Linked DNA regions of Bombyx mori: region 1 is linked to region 2. A link is a contact called in public Hi-C data. All regions are on one chromosome and are shown on one strand. Each heading gives the region's core, a stretch centred on a gene start, on an enhancer-like site or on the middle of the called end of the contact. The rest is flanking DNA. Distances are from core to core; before and after follow the strand shown. Region 1 overlaps LOC101744958. Region 2 holds the start of LOC101744812.

Evidence for each region. A called contact is a pair of places that touch in the nucleus more often than the background predicts.
Region 1: a contact with region 2 is called in a Hi-C map of whole pupa, with 2.1 times the contacts expected there. The contact joins the enhancer-like site here to the promoter of LOC101744812 in region 2. A contact is called at or near these places in 2 of 7 Hi-C or Micro-C datasets (posterior silk gland and whole pupa).

Annotation. Positions count from the first base shown.
Region 1 is chr9:11,192,879-11,198,898 of ASM3026992v2, forward strand. The region is part of intron 16 of LOC101744958; the gene reads right to left. Among protein-coding and RNA genes, the nearest start is that of LOC105842338, 9.3 kb to the right of the region's middle. Within about 2 kb of position 2,938, at least 8 of the 8 cell types and tissues checked have open chromatin away from gene starts, as enhancers often do.
Region 2 is chr9:11,158,026-11,164,275 of ASM3026992v2, forward strand. It overlaps LOC101744812, which reads right to left and starts at 2,692. Exons shown (of 9, transcript XM_038013092.2): 1 at 2,091-2,692. It overlaps LOC101744958, which reads right to left. Exons shown (of 22, transcript XM_038012741.2): 22 at 3,438-5,379. The coding sequence ends at 4,740.

The DNA of each region.
Region 1 (6,020 bases), core at 1,688-4,187, 35 kb after region 2:
CTCGTCCACCTAAGCATCTAAGCATCTAATCAATAAAAAAAAAACAATCCAAAATCAAAAAAATCTTTTAATCTTTAAATTTTATAGTTATGATTGTTATCACACGATGCAATTCTTTCATCATGGAAGTCCTTCGTGAACGTGTGTAGAGTATATTTATATCTGCCTGCGAGATTATAACGTTACAATGAGGAAAGAAGAGCCTAGTTGAAATGTCGGAGTAGCCTTTGCTACTCTATGATTTAGTTTTACTATAATTTCTGTATGTTTATAGCAAAAAGCAAAACAAATGACTGAAATAAAGCGATAAATATGAAAGAGAACAGCTGAAAGTCAGCTGGTTTGCCTCTAAAATCGGTATCCTGCCTTAGTTATTAAAAACATGATATTAATAAGGATTTAATATTAACTATAATTTAAGTGCAAGTTTGGCTGTACTGTAGTACCTTTATGATAATAAGTTATTAATACAAAGTGGTCGTGGTCTAAAAGATAACACGCCAGGTGCTCTTGTATTGAGCGATACGACTGTACCGGTGGTACATACAGCAAAGTACCAATTATTATTTTGAAATACATACTTGTAGAACACCTTATAATAATAATCAAGCCCACACAAACTATGATTTGCATAATCACCATACCATTGAGATATAGACCTCAAGTCTCGAAGTGGATAACGGCATTGTGATATCTATGATTTTTGGTAATATTCCGGGTTTCGGCTTTCGGTAGGCAGCGGCTTGGCTCTGCTCCTGCTGCTGCCATTGCTGAAGTCCATGGGCAATGGTAACCACTCACCATCAGGTAGGCCGTACGCTCGTCTGCCTACAAGGGCAATAAAAAAATAGCCAATTAAAATCAAATATGAATAATTTAAACTAAAATTTTATATGAGCACACAAAAATTCATGGGCTGTGTAACAAAAATTAACCACAATGAAAATTTATGAATACCGAATGAAACAAATGTGTGCTGAGCACAAACAACGGTTGCGGTGTATGCGTGAACTAGATTTTTCGCACCAAAAAAATATCTAAAACACTCTATGTTCAAACAACATCACTAATTAAGTCAGAAACCGCGGACACTGCTATCTAGACATTTAATCAAGAATTTCTCTACAAAACTACATTTGAAATTTTTTAAATGTAATAAAAGAATTAAGCGAGATGGGTCGGAAACTACGCAGAAAAGGACTAATAATCTATTCAACGTTGCCATGGAAACCGGCTCAGACAACAATTCCATTTTGCGCAGCGTGCCCAAAACTAGGGGCGTTTTATGGAATACCAAAAACAAATTAAGGAATTATCAACTTTCTGACGTCAGTTTTAAGATCGAAAATTGGATTGTATCTTGTATAGCAAGGCTGGATGGATAAAAACAATAACGGAGTAATCCATGAATCATACGATGCACTACTTTAGCTGATTACGTGTGATAGCTGATATGAGAAATAGTATCAGTTCGTTGTCGATACTCGAATAGCAATTCGTTTACAGATACCTTCAATAAATAGATTTTTCGTATATGGGAGTACTCCTAGATCAATAGATTAAGCAACGCCGATGTTAGGCGATTATTTAGCAAACGGACTTAAGAATCAGATTACATATTTGGAAATTGAAAATTATCGGCTGTTTTCACTATAATATAATGTGTTTTAGTAGACACCACTGCACTATCCACGCACATTTCATGAACCCAATTAAAGTATCCACTTACTTTAATAGGTAATTCAAAACCAATTCATACACGGCTTCTTCCCATTGAAACTTTTGCAATTGCTATACTTTTTGCTATAGAAATTTAAAGTTATACCGTATTTGCACGTTTCTCTAGGATAAATAAATTATTTCCGCACATCACAAACATTACATGATCTTCTACACTTTCCAATGTTGTTATATTTTTATCACCGGACCGAAGAGCATAATATATACCTACTGGAACGAAATCCTTTGTTGCTGTTATTTAAAATGCAATGCGTGTCAATGAACCATGATAATTAATTTCAGCTATTTTAAGAGCAGCAATTTACGTTCTGTTCAATTGAAACATCCAAATAGTTGAAAACGATTATAATAAATAGGTTAAGTAAAATAGCTCTGCTCAGACATTTAATCCTAATTAGATTAATTGATCTATCATCGCCCTGCTTAATGCCCAAATTGAGTGTATAATTTACGGTAAACCTGATAAGTATCAAGTTCAAACTTTACCCTTATTTTTAGATTCTCAGGAAAACACTAAACAACAGTTTCTCACTAAGCCACAGTATAAACAAGTCTCAATAACAATCAATAATGTGATTCTAAGCGTACAGTGAACCTTTAATCGAAGTATTAAAATTCGGAAGATAAATTCGATCGTATAGCGAAATCTGCGTAGGGCGAGTTGAGCACGTGTGGTGCCCTATTACGTACGATCGCGTGCGCGCCGAGTTACAGACTAACACTCTGGCAATGCTGGCACGCGGACGCCGGCACAACGAGAGATGAACCGAAGCGAAGCCCCGGAGCAGCTGCGCCACTCGCTTTATCTGATTACCTCATGGAGCAAGGACCTTTCGACACACAAAGCTCTCCGTAAAATCTACCTTGAAAATTCTGCGTTCGTACAGCGCGGCAAATGTTACGAAACACGGCCGCTTCGGTTAAGTTTGACAGTTTCGTCATTTCGTAATCGCCGCCGATTTTCGGCAGCTGTCACTTGGGCAGTCGTAATCTTTGATTTATTATAGTTTTACAGTTAGTTGCGCACCGAAGACCCAAAGGAACGTCGTCACACAGATTCAGATTGGAATACAGTTAGGCTCGTCAGAAAATAGAGATTGTTTTAGGTTTATTACGTGAGAAATGATACTGGTTATTCTGTAACTAAATCCCATCTCAGGCATTGAATTTTAGAAGGCGATAGGATGTCTATTGTTGTGTTTGTGCATTGTTGTTGTACACGGAGGTCTACACGTACCGACTATCCACTTAATTACTTTGATCTAAGTCTGTAACGGTTCCACAACATAGATCTAGTTCAGTTCGCAGTATGTGCAGTTATCAAATAACATTAATATGACATGTACTTTTGTTTGCTGGATTCATTACAGTCTATGTAAAAATTAATTTATGATTATTTGATGCCAGATAATTTCAGTAGTTTCCTAAATTGTTGACGTAATATAACCATTTGGACCAACCTTGGGCCCACATTTACTGCAATAAATAGAAACTTGAGCCGTGATTAAGTTGACCTTAAAAGCTTTAGAATTTAAACGATAATAATAGAGCATGTCGTCGGTTAAAATAATTCCAGATACCTAAGCTGTACATAAAGCCATATTTATGATGATTATTTATTTCGTAATTTAAGCAAAACTTTAATAGCAAAATATGTAATACGTAATATTTTATGTGAACACATAATCGAGTTTCAATTGATTAAATTTCACGCAATTTGTTCTCGTTTCATTCAAATAGCTTTCGCATAACATTTCCTGTTAATAAGATTTGTTACGATCCACACACATAAAATACGAAAGTCTGTTTTGCTGGTCAATGTTTGTTTGTGTTTCGTATATTTTGATTTCGGTGCGAATTGACGATATTGTAATGATAAAACCGTGTTGGGATTATTACTAGCGAAGAAAGAGTTCAGCTCTTAAACTTTATTGCCAGATCCGGTGGTAGATTCTGCGAAGCACTGCTCTTAGTAGGGCCAGTGATAGCAACACTCCTGGTTAGAGCCCCGTGAGCTTACCTACACGCCAAGCGAAAGAAATAGCCTCTCAAGGCTATCAGCATTTACATTAAATATATTTTTTTATCAGACTACTCGCGCTACCCATGATATCACAAAGGTTAATTTAACACTCACAGTCATTAAATATTTATTACGCGTTATGCCGAACCTTCCAATGCCTTCCATTCGCATGCAACCGCTAAGGTAACTGAATGCGACTCAAACATTAATGCGCTTGAAGAAAAAGGTTGGAACGTTCATTGATGTTAAATGAGTTCTTAGTTATATGATTCTGTCAGTGCTTGATATAGTTGTTTCTGCCACATCAAAGAAGGTTACAGGTCATGCTATCAACGTACGACATAGAATGTGCAAGCAATTTCAATAGTCAATACATTTAACAGTTGTCAAGTCACCAATTGCTTACAACAAATATAGCAGCCGCAACTAGTTACTATCATAGTAAACAAAAAAAAAACAATAATTTAAGAATAAACAAAGTGAACAGGAAAACTTGAATTAGTTTAGGAGTTTCTAGATTTTTCTAGAGAAACCTTTTTTTTTAAGAAATTTGTCATAGAGAATGAATAAAATAATAATATTTCTGAACGCGAATATAAGCGATCTAAGTCGCAAAAAATGCTATTTTCTAATTCGTCGTGAGTACAGAGAAATCTGTAGATTCTACTAAAACTAGGTTGACATTTTTGGTCTAGTGAACGTTTTCCCGAGAACGCCGCATACAGAGATAGATACCAGTCACATCCATATTTGAAAAGGTAGTGGCTCTCCTTGGAATCTCTGCCTAATCGGTTTCTTGTTGTTGTATATTCTTCACTGAATACGCGTGTTGGCCTCAATTCTTTGCATTTTGTCGCTACTGTCAACATGTCTTTTGTTCATTGTTCTATGAATACACAATAATTGAACAGTCTTGTTTATGTGCATTGGTATTTGATTACATGTTGACGTATAGCTCGTAATAGCGACTGTGTTGATTTTTACGTTTTTCAATTGTTTTCAAAATTACTCACTTTCCATTTGATCATTGTCAAGACGTAAAGCTTAAATTTTGGGATTCTTTCGAGTGTTTAGGATGTGAGTCGATTTTAATCAGATGACGTTAGTTTACACGATATCCAGAATTATCTATCTTCTATCTATATCTAATATATAAAATTCTCGTGTCACAGTTTTCGTTGCCATACTCCTCCGAAACGGCTTGACCGATTTTGATGAAATTTTTAGTGCTTATTCAGTATCTATGAGAATCGGCCAACATCTACTTTTCATCCCTCTAAATGTTAGGGGTAGTCCACCCCTAAATTTTTTATTTTATTTTTTAGACAAAATTTTTAATTTCTATTTTTTTATGATACAACATACAAAAATACATACAACCCTAAATTTTCATCCTTCTACGATCAACCCTTATTTTTTATTAGCTAATTAAAAACTTTAAATTTTTTTGCGAGAATTTTGTTTTTATTTTGTCATGACGTAGAATAAAAAAAATTCATATTACTCTGAAATTTTCACCCCTCTAAGATCTACCCCTATTTTTTATTTGTTAATTATAAACTTTAATTTTTTTGGCAAGTTTTTTATTTTGTTTTGTCATGACTTAAAATAAAAATTATCATATTACTCTCAATTTTCACTCTTATACGATCAACCCCTATTTTTCCATCCCGATTAATATTTTTTTTATTCTATGCACAGATCCGCAATAAGGTTGCAAGATGGCAATCAAATATTATAATTGTAGGATGATAAATTCTTATTCAGAGTTTATAATTTCAAGTTCCTTTAATTATGTTTTTTTTCAAATTGAATTTGATCTCCCGCCCGCGCCGGTCGACTACGGATCAACTATCAATCGATCATTTATCTGCGCCAGGTGTCACCTCTTATCCAGCAAATATCACGTAGTAGGGATGAGGACAAAGCCGGTCTCCTGTCCTACTCACTATACATTTTTCAGCCATGTTTTTTGGTTTTATTTGTGTATCAATAGTATGTTTAGTAGGTCTGAGAATCGGCTACTATCTATTTTTCATACCCCTAAGTGAAAAGGGTTGTCCACCCCAAACATTTATTTTTTATTTAATTTTTTTGGATATATATTTTTTTATATAATGAGGTATTATGTGGTTAAATGAGGGTTTTTTTTTCTAGAGTAGAATTTCCGTAGAAATCTTATTTAAGGCAACACAACGTTTGCCGGGTCAGCTAGTATTATATAAAAATGAATTGCTGTTCGTTAGTCGCGCTAAAA
Region 2 (6,250 bases), core at 1,442-3,941:
TTGCAACTTCCATCATATATCAATGAGTCTTTGTAAATGAATGTGCAAACAAAAAAGGCTCCCTGTAGACCATTATTAATGCTTACACATCGAGATACTAGGTACTACGAACAATCTCGAGGTGCTTTTTTTTTTATTGCCTTTGTAGGCAGACGAGCATACGGCCCACCTGATGGTGAGTGGTTACCGTCGCCCATGGACTTCAGCAATGCCAAGGGCAGAGCCAAGCCGCTGCCTACCGCAAAACTACTACGCTTAGGTACACGTGTTTACCAACTGGCTTCAAATGTAAATAATATACTAAGGTACGATAACATATTTATTTTTTTTATGAACGAAAGATTACTGGTGGCCCGGTTGCCTTTCCTGTTTCACCAGGACAGGTGGGCGAGCAAAGGCTCAGCCAGGAGGGGTGAGATTTGCTAACACCTGCCTGAGCGCCTCCAAAGGATACTTAACTCAAGAGCAGCTGCTTCGCGAATAAATCTATTACCGGATCGGAATCGCGACTCACTGAGAAGATCCGGCGAGAAACTCAGCTGGCTGATGCATGGCTTAGGTTGCCCGTCGAATTCGGCAAAGAGTTTCTCATTGCCGAGTTCGACGATTACGGTTACCGGGGTCCCTAAGCCTGCCCTTAGTTTAGAGTTGAAGGCATCTAATGCAAGAGTTTTTGATGATATAGACGAAGGTTTAAATGACGAACCACAAGATTCACCTATTTTATCTATCAGCGAAGCAAGGAAAGCTACAAAAGATCGTGAAGTGTTTCACGATATTTTATAGAGCAATGCAGTAACACAGATGATAGTGTTTTCTCTTCTTTATTAATATTTTAATATTGAAAATCAAATTGATGTAGAAAGTGTGAATTGTTTGAAACAACAAAAATATTTCTGTTTTTTTATGTAAAGAAAATAAAGTTCAATAAACGTACCTTTAATCATAAAATAAAGTACATATACCTATATATGTATGCCAGCCGTTGTAACTATACTGAGACCTTAGAACTGTGGGTGGTGCCATTTGCGTTGTAGATGACTATGGGCTCCGGTAACCACTTAACATCAGGTGGGCCGTGAGCTCGTCCACACACACAGAGCAATAAAAAAAAGAAGGATCTCTTTAAGTAAAAATATAAACCAATAAAAACTTCTTAACTTAAACCCTTAATAAGTAAAAACCTCAGTATGTAACTCAAATTATTTAACGTTTCACTTGATCTATATTTATCGAGGTTCTACTGTACTAATATCAGACATGAATTACGAAAGATATTTCTTTAAAAACTTTTTGGTGTTTTCTTTTTTTTTCACTTTTGGTAGCTACAGCTTCTTCGCTTGACGAATTTACTTTCGCTGCCGCGCTTTCGACCGGAGAAAGTCTGTTTTCATTCTTTATTTTCTTAGCGCTCGGCGACCATAATGCCACAAACGAATACAAAAAGATAAAAGACAAAATCGCCATACATTATCTATGAAAACATAGTGCAGTGAAATATAGTAGTTCAAAAAGTATTTTTCGTTAGGGTCCTTCTTAGGTCAAGGTATCTGATTTATTTGCGCTGTTTCGATGAATACACAACCAAACTAGGGACATTAAACCTGTTTAGATTAAAATTGTATTTTAATTATGTACATTACCTAATTATTTTCGACGAACTTTAAATTCAGTATTTTATCGTAAATGCGGACACATGTCTTGACTTTGACTATCTGTTTTGACCCTGCAGTATTCGATAACATTCTATCAAACCGTCGCTCAGAGTAAGCGTTGATTGTATAAGTAATGTTCCTAAATATTACACAATATTGTTAAATATATACACAGCACTTTTAGTAAACAAAAACTTTTAATTGTTAATAATTTTCAAACAATACTTTATCAATTTATATTATAATACTATATATAATAATATAATACTATACTTTTAAATAATATTATACTTTAAATGAATATGAATGTTTTCAATAATATTCGAGTTCGAAATATCGATTAAAATCTCACATCAAATCAACATAGTGTTTACAATTGATATTCAGATATTCTGTTCACTCGCAGCATTTAAATGAAAGTATAAAAAAACTTACCGTTATATTTATACGCACAACCCTAATTTGTTTTTTTAAAGCATTATAATTGTGATAATGTTAGTAGAGTCGGTCACTCGCGGTGTTAAACTGACCGAGCGGTGCGGCTCATTCGGTCTTCGGACATTGAGTGATAGCCGGCCAGCCCTGGTCGAATTATTTCAGTGTATTCGATTCCCGCGCTTATCATCACGACCAAGGTTCAAGCGTAAACACTAACAATAACAATGTACATTTATCTAGTACAACAAGGGATGTTTTACGGTAACCTCGATCTAGTTTTTTGTACAAATACGTGATTTGAAATGTTTTGTTTTTGATTACGTAAAATAATAGAAATGTAGTTATAGAGAATTAATTAGGCAGCGTTTTCAATTTCCCTTTCAAGTAATTTTGGGATTCTGGAAATAAAAGAAACCCTATCAGAATGATATATGTTTAATTGCTTCAGAAATAATTTATTTTCAACTTAGATTAAATTTGTCATTTAAGTACCAGTATAAAACAGACTTCAAAAAAAGGAAGAGGTTATAAAATCAACTTTTTTGTGTGTTTTACCTCAGAATTGTTTTCTAGTTGAACCGTTTTTTGACGATTCTTTTTTTTTTATATGTAGTAGCAGCTAACCTCCATTTGTTATCTTTAATAATGCGTGTTTAAAAGACTTCGACTACAATGATGAGATCTTATTTTGATTTTCTTTTTTTATAAATTGTTGTATTATTTGACTAGCTGACCCGGCAGACTTCGTAGCGCCTCAATCGATTTTGTATAAAATAAACTTAAAAAAAAAACAAAAGAAATCCGTTCGACAGGGGACACATCAAAGAAAAAACAAAATTGTTTGTTTTTATATAATTCCGAGCATTTTCATATTTATTCACCTTTTAAACCTTCCCTGAACTTCCACGAATAACTCAAGACCAAAATTAGCCAAATCGGTCTAGCCGTTCTAGAGTTTTAGCGAGACTAACGAACAGCAATTCATTTTTATATATATAGATATATATATATATATTTTTTTAGAGGATATTTTCTGCCGTGACGCAGTAATGCGTTTCGGTTTGAAGTGTGGAGCAGCCGTTGTAACTATACTGAGACCTTAGAACTTATATCTCAAGGTGGGTGGCGCATTTACGTTGTAGATGTCTATGGGCTCCAGTAACCACTTAACACCAGGTGGGCTGTGAGCTCGTCCACCCACCTTAGCAATAAAAAAATAAAAAATAAGAAGAAAGAAGATTTAAGTTTTCCTTCGGAGGATTATTTTTATTTTTCATGTAATATTTTAGGAAATTATTAACTTTTTTGCTCGTATATAAATGGGAGAAACATTAAATAAATAAATCAAAATTAAAATCATTTATTGAAACAACTTCAATTTCAAAATTAAATATAACCATCACTAAAGCTAACTGGCTTATATCTTACGAAACTAACATAGGAAAGCGCAATATAACGTGTTGGTATATAGCCATAAGTACATAATAATAGTATATATTTAATTCATTCTAGGTATCAACATTAGGTAAGTTTTAGGCGCAGATTTTATTAAGACGAATAAAGTTTGTGAACTCGATAAATACATCAGAAAAATACGCGATCTCCACTACGACACGAAATTCATTAAATACGCTGATACTTGTACCTGTTCGATACCTAAAGGATTCTAAACAACAATTATAAGTATATTTGGCGAAAAAAATACCAAAGATTACATTATTAGGTCAAATACATTTAAATACACAAATCATTATGTCAATAAAGGGAAGATATAGAAATTAAATACACGTTCTTACAGCCACACTTATCACATAACAGCTTTATCTACTAATTTGTCTACCATAGAAAATCTAAGATAACATTTTTATCGGCCTGTATACATATTAATAAATTGATTCTATGAAAATTAGTTTGTTTGTTCGTCCATTAACTCTGGTACAGTTCGAATTACGTTACAAACAAACAAAAAAAATGCACAAGAAATAAATTAAGAAATGACTAAAACATTTCACGTCATAATTAGTTTTTGTGGAAATTAATTCATAACGTCAGATTATAACATCGATAATTTGGCATCGATCAACTAAAGGTACATTAAGTTATATAGTAAGCTATAGCTTAGCTTCAGGACGAGTTGATGTATTTGCGAGCAAGCGTTGCTGTGGCTTATCGCTCTCAATGTGACCGCAGACGAACCGGCGATGCTACAGTCACGTTACATCGAGACTTCACACAACCGTCATATAGGTATTTCATTTTTTTTTTTAAAAGCATTAACCCATTATCAATGGCTGATGGTAACCACTTTGGGGCTTGCTTGTGAGCTTACAATGTGTCTATTTATATAGATTTGATATCTGTGTGCTTAGTGCGAGTTTCTTAACGTTCTGGATAGCGTAAAAGTTAGCTCATATTTGTATGGAATGGGATCGTTTGCCTACGTTTGCCGTTAGGGACGCTGTTCCAACTGCATACAAAATTAACTTTTACGCTATCGAGAACATTAACAAAACTCGCACTAAGCACACTGAAGTCAAAATGGTAATTAGCTATTGGGGGAACGGGCATAGAGTCGCAATGAAACAACAAATATTCGTGACAGGGTATGAGATCCGCGACGTATCACAGTTGCACAGCGTCTTATGTTCAAATGGCGCTCGCTTTTACGTGCTTTGTCGAGAGGATCTTCTGCTCGATGGATCTCCTCGGGATGCCGCTCACCTTCTTAGGAGAGGTGCTGCAGTTGATGGACGAGGGTAAGGATTTGTAGCCGCCGTCCGAGCTATAGTCGGTGTCGGTGGACTGCCCCGTGAGGCCGGGGCTGCGTCTGCTGCCGTTCACGCTCTCTTTGCTGCTAATCCTGCCGGTGTACAGGTCTCCGTACGACGTGTGATGTTTGACGAGCGGCATCTCCTCTATTACGATTTGTTTAGTGACCCTGTCTGCGGTCGTGAGCTGGTTGTGGAAGTTCTCGATGGAGCGCGACCTGGCCGTGTACAGAGAGGGTTTTCGTTCGGATTTCTCGCCGAGAGAAGAGTCTCGTTTGATGTAGCGCTTGTCTGTGCTGCCGGCTAGAGCTTGCAGGTATTTAGTGCCGACGCGGCTGTTAGTTCGCAAGTGCACGGAGTCGGTCCGTCTGTCCGTGTGCACGTCGTCTCCGTTGGCGAGCCCGTTCGCTTGTCTCGCGCCGCACTGACACTTTACGGTCCCGTTGGTGACAGGTCTCTTAGACTTTTGTGCTTCACTAAGTGACGACAGCTTCCTCGTACTAGCTTGTTCATTCCAACTGTAGGGAGGAATTACGCGAATGAAATTATAAATAGCTTAAATAAAATAGGTACATCATTTGTACCTATTTCATTTAAGCTAATTTAATTTAAATATCCTTCTTCAAACGAGGCTTGTGGAGAGTATTAAGCGGTAGGCAGCGGCTTGGCTCTGCCCCTGGCATTGCTGAAGTCCATGGGCGACGGTAACCACTCACCATCAGGTAGGCCGTACGCTCGTCTGCCTACAAGGGCAATAAAAAAAAAATTAAAAGATCAGTTTTTTTTTAGCTTTAATTTATCTGTGACAATATTTAAATCAGAATTTTCAAATTAATGTTAGGAACGTTTCCAAAATCTCACCTTTACGTTCTAAAGTGGCAGCGTGTAACACATATATAAATTACAATCAAGTATTATTATACAAATTAAATGTTATTAAGGAACTTCCAAAAACAAAAACAAAAAAAAAAACTCCATTACGTCAAAACTAACACGAAAAACTCACTAGAAGCCAATTATGTCGGTTTTAAATATCAATGCTGTTTACAAGTCGCCAAAAATCATGCCTCTGACTATTAGCACCATAATGCTTAAAACGAGGGCAATGCAATCAGTCAATCCTGCAACGATATTCGCTGTAGTGCCTCTCGCGGTGTAAGCTCGGCTCGTCCGTAGTACTGTACAAGAGATGCAATAGGCACAACACATTGACCGAACACAAGAGACAAACAGCGAGCAAACAGTCGAGCCACGCTACCTGATCCGACGGACGAACTCTCGGACCGCCGAGATGGAAACTGCCGCGCGTCACCGATCCAAATAATTTCGCGAATTTTGATCAAGTCCCGATCATAATTTAAAGCAGCATGTGAGGGATTAAAACAAAAT